2 separate regions of the Danio rerio genome follow, and region 2 is linked to region 1. Evidence: chromatin contacts called from public Micro-C data. All regions are on one chromosome and are shown on one strand. Each heading gives the region's core, a stretch centred on a gene start, on an enhancer-like site or on the middle of the called end of the contact. The rest is flanking DNA. Distances are from core to core; before and after follow the strand shown.

Region 1 (3,242 bases), core at 338-2,837:
ACGAGTAGCTACTGAAACACTTTCACTTTTTTTCCAAACAACCTGATTTTATTTCCTCTTTCACTTCAGAAAAGCAGAAACAATCCAAACCGTCTGTGTGTGGCACTTACGTGGAGGCAGGGCTGAGTTATGAGGGTTTACCATGGATTTACCAACAGTCTAAGTCACAGCTTTTTCTGATTTGATTAAATATTCAAAATACCGTATTTGCAGTTTCAAAACATAATGTAACACAGGAATCTTGTTCTCTTTTTACTTTCGAAATATTGTTACAACATACGCTTGCGTAAGGAGCCTGGATGTTTGCATTAGCTTTAACTTACTTCTTAGCGCTCTTTCTAACTGTGAGACAAACGTCAAACAATATAACCTCATTGTTGTAAAAACGACTTAAAATATCGCATTATAAAAATGGCTAGATTTATAAATAGTCTTCAATCGTGTACGCTAGTTAAAAATCAAACGTATATAAACGTTTTGGTTGTTTTTGTAAGCGAGTCCACTAGCATGCTAACAGTCAGTTAGCAAGCTGCAACTCGGTTGTAAATATGACAGTAAAGTCTGCATGAACAGCATGCATAGATTACATAAATTTCACATCTAGACATACATAGTTTGATATTCCCATGGCTGATTGCTGTTCACATATAAGGTCTTCTGGCTTTAAAGAAATGTATGTTCACCAGGATGGCCGAGTGGTTAAGGCGTTGGACTTAAGATCCAATGGACATATGTCCGCGTGGGTTCGAACCCCACTCCTGGTAAAACACTTTTTAATCTGCTTTACTGTAACAAGAATGAAGATAAACTTACGGCTTGCAGTACACATGAGGAGTAAAACATGCCGGAAAATTAAGATTCTTGAGGTTTTTGCGGAATGTTGTATGGCATTGAATCATGTATGTTGACAAACCCTGGATGAATAGATGGATGGATGGAGGACAGGAGGTAAGGTGAGCACTAATGAACAGCACCTAGGACAGAGCTGTAGGAATGGACACAGCAGGTAACACTAATGCCCGAAGGAGAGGAAAAATCCCCAATAAAACCAATAAAATATAATGTTAAATCAGTGTATTATACTGCCTCCTATTGGTGAACTAAAGGTAGCGTTTGTTAAAAGAATGTACGACACACACACACACACACACACACACACACACACACACACACACACACACACACACACACACACACACACACACACACACACACACAATTATATAAATAAATAATAAATAATATTGAAATGCAGGATAAATGATCTGTTATATAATAAACATAAATAAGATGCATGAAATCTGATGTGTCATAATGATTCCTTTAATTGTTTTTCGATAAATAGTGTATTAAACTGTGTAAATACATTATTATAACATATACATTTTGCCAGTCTTAATTACGCACACACAAAATAAACAAATTTAACATATAATAACTAACTGGTGAACGACAAGCGCGTCCACAAAATGATCCACACACATCTTATTTCCACACGGGGGCGCGCGCGCTTCGTCAATCCAGCGTGAGTGTCGGTCGCGCGCTTCGTAACGTCACGCGTCCATCATTCCCATAGGCGGAGCTGCCGGAGTGGCTGTGCGCGTGCTCGTGCTCGGGACGCGCAGTAACTCTCCTTTTGTTATTCATGAGTAAAAGGAAACTTTGTGGCAGAGTAAAGTACTCCAGGAGCGCCAAAAGCAGCCGAGCCGGATAACTTTGAGGATTTCTGCATGGAGTTGTGAGTGTCCAGCCAAAGGGAGATCCGGGAGGGCTGTGTTTTGGGTTTGTTTCTTTGGTGTGGAGCGCTGAACAACAACATGCCCTAATAAGAGTCAATGATTCATTATTTACTCAATGAGATAATAAAGTCACGGAGCTGCATTCACAGATTCAACACGCAGAAAGGTGAGAGATGATATCATAATATGAGCTGTTTCTCATGTTTGTTGAATTGTGGACCCATAAACACGACTCAACTGAGCACTGAAGTTGTTAAACTTAATAACAAGCGGGTGGATGAATGAAAGATGTGCTTCTGTCAGATGTTTGGTCAGTGTCTTCAGTGTTTATTACACTGACCTACAGTTAATCATGTGTTACTTCATTTAAGTTTCATCAGTACAATGTTGTTGGAAAGTTAATCAACAAACTTGCTGACTGATGGTTAGGCAAAGGTTGGGTTGGGTTTGGTTTAACCTAGTTAGGGTTGAGAGTACAGTTAGGAACAAATTTAGGGATTAGCCAAAGCTAATATAAAGAGAAATACTACAGTGATCTATTCTTAATACAATAGTGTGTTTAACATTATCCTTCACAGTCAATTAAATAGTGCTAATGTTGTTTTGATGTCATACTTACATGTGATTTCAGACACAATATTCAAAGTAGTGTTGTAAACAATACTTAAATGCCGAATAGTAACAATATAGCGATTATTATTAATCTGTATTAGCCTTCTTGACTATTTTATTGAACGCCAAAGTCTTCAAGTAGCTTTGTAAACAGGATTTATATAAACAGAAATGCAGAATAATAACTTTATAATTATTATTATAAGCCTTTTAAACTTCTGTTTAACTCATTTATTGAACGCCTAATTCTGAATGTCTGAGTATAACATCAGCTTTACCTTAATATTGTGATTATGTAGGGTTGGGAACAAATTTTAGGATTAGTTAAAGCTGATATAAAGAATATACCAGTAATTTACTGTAATCACTGTAGTGTTTTCAACCATGCCATTGCAAAGTGTACGATTCTGTATATACTATGGTATGTTAATGAATGCTACAGCATACTGTAGTATCAACTATAGTGAACTGAATCTAAACACTGTTTATTTCACTGTTATTAAACACAGTTACCACTGTATTGTAGTGTAATGTACAAGCGCAGTATTGGTTAATTTGTTTATGTTACCACATGGCTGTTTAGAGATGTCACAAAAGAATATGTGCGAGAAAAACTCCAACTTTATTAACAATATTAAAAGTAGCTTTGTAAACAGTATTTATATATGCATAAATACAGAATAATAACTTTATAGTTATAAATCTGTATTAGCCTTTTAAACTTCTGCTTAACTAATTCTGAATGTCTGAGTATAACACCAACTTCACCTCAGTGTTAAAGTTATGATTATGTAGAATTGGGAAGAGTTAAAGCTGATATACGGACAACACTATAGGAATTTATTGTCAATACAGTTTTGTTTTTAATCATACCATTGCAAAGTGTATGAT
Region 2 (3,630 bases), core at 996-3,495, 420 kb after region 1:
TGGGGGGTCATACCCCAGTTTTTCACGTGGGCATGAATGAAATGTTCATGAATTAAAGTGAAACTGAGAACTGCAGTTAGTCACCCAAGATTACAGAAAACTCTTACATGATAGCACTTCACGTAAACACCTTAATTATATTATTGTCTATAAAGGCAGGTAACTAGGCTACAGATGTCCATGTAAGCGTAGTCAGGAGTGCCTTCGAAGTAAGTGAAAGATCCAGAAGGGCATCCTGCGGATTTGATTCAGAAGGGCACTGTTTTTGTCAGACGGCTCACCGGTTTGACTTTCATTCACCGTTGTTTATTTTAAAAAGCACCCGCTCTATCTTATTTGTATATGTTTTACTCGATCGCATAAACTCTGCAGGTGCCTGATAGTTAGATGTGGAGCTGACATTAATCAGAATCCCTCTAGTGAACTGCATCCATGTTAGCACGTCATGTTTGATGTGGTCATTTCACAGTAGGATACACACAGGTTCGAAGACTCGTTCTCGCCACCTACAGTGCAATTCTGGTGGTGGATAAGAAGACACCCCCCCCCCCCCCCCCAATGTTGAAAAGCACTCTGAGTGCCCAGAAAAGCACTATATAAATTTAAGGAATTATTATTATTATTATTATTATTAATTCGGCCAGGTATAGCTTGCGTAGAACAGACCCAGCTACCAACCCAACTTTGGGAATAGATTAATGGCGATATTTTTTTAATCGCCTGATAAGAGTCTCACGTTAACGCAGCACAATAATGCAATATCGGCCCACCACTAATATATACCAAAAGTTCAGTCAAAGCGAGGTAAATAGCCCTTCAGCAACTACACCTCCCGCAGCTGGAATCAGCTTCCAGAAATGATCAGATGTGCTCCAACATTAGGCACATTCAAATCAAGACTGAACACACATCTGTTTAGCTGTGCCTTTACTGAATGAGCACTGTGCTACTATGCCTTTCTTTTCTTTAATATTCCTTTAAAACCTTTTTTGACACATTGTAGTCTGTCATAATTATTTGTATGCTTTGTTGTTTTTATTTTGTTATACATATATTTTACGTTTCTTAAATTCTTGTTTATGTAAACCACATTGAATTACCATCGTTTTGAAATTGCCTTACCTTTAAAAGTCTTACATTTGACTTGGTGAAACCTGCTGAAACCCTGACTTACCTTCCCAAATGAAGTCCCCATCGACCCGCTTTATGAACTTAAACCACAGCGGATCCGTGAGCGGCTCGGACAGCAGCACATCCCCGGTCCACAGGCACGGCTCCCGGCAGGACCGACCCTGGCTCGGGTTCATCTTCACAGCCCGCTCCAGATCCCACAGATTGAGGTAAAGTTAGTTTTATATTCACACATTCAGACTTTCTCCTTAATAATCTGAATTTCACAAAAATATTCGTCGCAAATTCTGAATACCCTGCTGAAAAATCCAGCTTAAACCTGCCTAGGCTGGTTGGCTGGTTTTAGCTGGTTAACCAGCCTGGTTTTAGAGGGGTTTTGGCCATGACCAGCTAAATCCAGCTAAAACCAGTCTGGTTTAAGCTGGACATAGCTGGTTGTGGCTGGGCTCCCAGCTTGGCTAGGCTGGTCATCTCCCAGCCTGACCAGCTAAGACCAGGCTGGGAATCAGCCTGGAAATGGCCAAACCCCCTCTAAAACCAGTCTGGTCAACCAGCTAAAACCAGACAACCATCCTAAGCTGGTTTAAGCAGTTTTTTTTTTTTTTCAGCAGGGTAGTGAAACATTAACATTTAAGTCAATAAATGTTAATGAACACAGTCAATATTATAAACATTTATTCAGTCAAAATAAATAGTGATAATGTTTTCAAATCATACTTGCATGTGACTTCAGACCGAATATTCAAAGTAGCTGCCATGGTAAACAATATAGGGACAGTGTCACAAGTTTTTGTGTCACACTGTCCGAATTTAAAACCAATTTTACCTCAGTATCCCAGAGCCCCATCTCCGGCCGAGAGCCCAGCACAAACACCTCTATATCAGGACACTCTGGAGTCAAAATAACACCAAACCTGAACACGACCATCATGTCCTGTGCAGTAAACACACACAAAATGCACTTGCACTATAACTGGAGCTGATATTTACGCGTCTTCGGTCACTGACTGGCTAAAATCTGTGCGCTAAAAATACATGCAGTGCTATTGACTTTTAAAGCGATACAACGGCTGAGAGGGAGCAGCCGTGTGTCTACTAAAAACCCCTCTATCTGTGTGGTTGTTTAAATTATGCGCTTTATAAAGCGTTGAATATATCCACATTTACACAGGACGGCAGATGTCAACACTTTACGGCAACTGTGAGTAGCTTCAGTGCCTCTAGAGGGCGCACCGCGGCTCAGACAGGCGAATCCTCCATAGAGATGCATTCAAAACAGGACAAAATGTGCTATTCAGTAGGCTAATTTGTACGCCAAATTTTGTATAACTTTTTACTAAAATTTTTAATATTTTTTTTCTTACACTGCTAACTTGCAATGCAAGTGTATCAATAAAATAACACTATTAATAATTATTATTATTGATTCATTTAATTGTTCTAATTATAATTAATAATTGAATGCCTTGTTTGAATAACCACAATGGATTATGTGTGGAAACATTTTTAAAGAATAAAGCGAAATAGACAGTGATAAACATACATACAGATAGACAGACAGACAGACAGACGGAAAAATAGACAGATGGATGGATGGTCAGATAAATAAACAGACAAACAGACAGACAGACAGACAGGTAGATAGATGGAATAAAATGAAAAAGAGATATAGACATAGAGAGATAGATAGATAGATAGATAGATAGATAGATAGATAGATAGATAGATAGATAGATAGATAGATAGATAGATAGATAGATAGATAGATAGATAGATAGATAGATGGACGGATGGATGGTCAGACAAATAGACAGACAGATGGATGGACGGATAGATATATGGTCAGACAGATAGGCGGGTTTGATGCCATGTCCCCTTTTAAAAATCGTAAATTTTCATACAATTCAACTAGAGCTGCACAATATATCTAGTTTCAGCATTGATCTCACATTGTGCGCATTCACAAGTCACATCACAGGATCTGCATATTAAATTGAGTTAATAGTTGAGTAGAAGTTGTAATCATCAGAGTAAAATGTATAATATGCATGTGCTTTAAAGGTGCAGTATGTAAGTTTGACACCCAGTGGTTGAACGAGGCATTGCACACCTTGTTGAAAGCGCACGCAAGCGCAGGTTGCCAGATTGAAGACACCAACAGGAGCGAGCCTAAAGGCTGATTTGAACCATTTTCTAACTAAAAGCAGCGGCATGCGATAGAAGAAATATTTTCCATAATAAAAGTAGTTTTTGTACTAACCAACACCTGAAATTTATATTTTAGATACGGCTTTTAACTCTTACAGGTAAACAACAGAAAAAATGGCAATGATCAGCTCAGGTACAGCTCATGTGCATGGTCCCTCTCAGTGTCAACCTTTAAACCAGAGACACGCTGAGATTGTGGCTTTTGCATCTCTTCTCGCATGTGCAAAATACTGTTGTCTTGGACCTCCCCACAAACCCCCTCTATTTCATTGTGGCGTAAAGATTTAAAAA

The links. A called contact is a pair of places that touch in the nucleus more often than the background predicts.
Region 2: a Micro-C map of caudal fin shows a contact between it and region 1, with 4 times the contacts expected there. The contact joins the promoter of epm2a here to the promoter of utrn in region 1. A contact is called at or near these places in 1 of 18 Hi-C or Micro-C datasets (caudal fin) and 2 of 4 datasets of contacts at active chromatin or transcription factors (caudal fin and embryo).

Annotation. Positions count from the first base shown.
Region 1 is chr23:1,240,208-1,243,449 of GRCz12tu, forward strand. It overlaps utrn (utrophin), which reads left to right and starts at 1,588. Exons shown (of 74, transcript XM_073939633.1): 1 at 1,588-1,905. trnal-uaa (transfer RNA leucine (anticodon UAA)) reads left to right here and starts at 682; the gene lies at 682-764.
Region 2 is chr23:1,664,364-1,667,993 of GRCz12tu, forward strand. It overlaps epm2a (EPM2A glucan phosphatase, laforin), which reads right to left and starts at 2,246. Exons shown (of 5, transcript XM_005170563.6): 1 at 1,958-2,246; 2 at 1,175-1,319. The coding sequence starts at 2,062.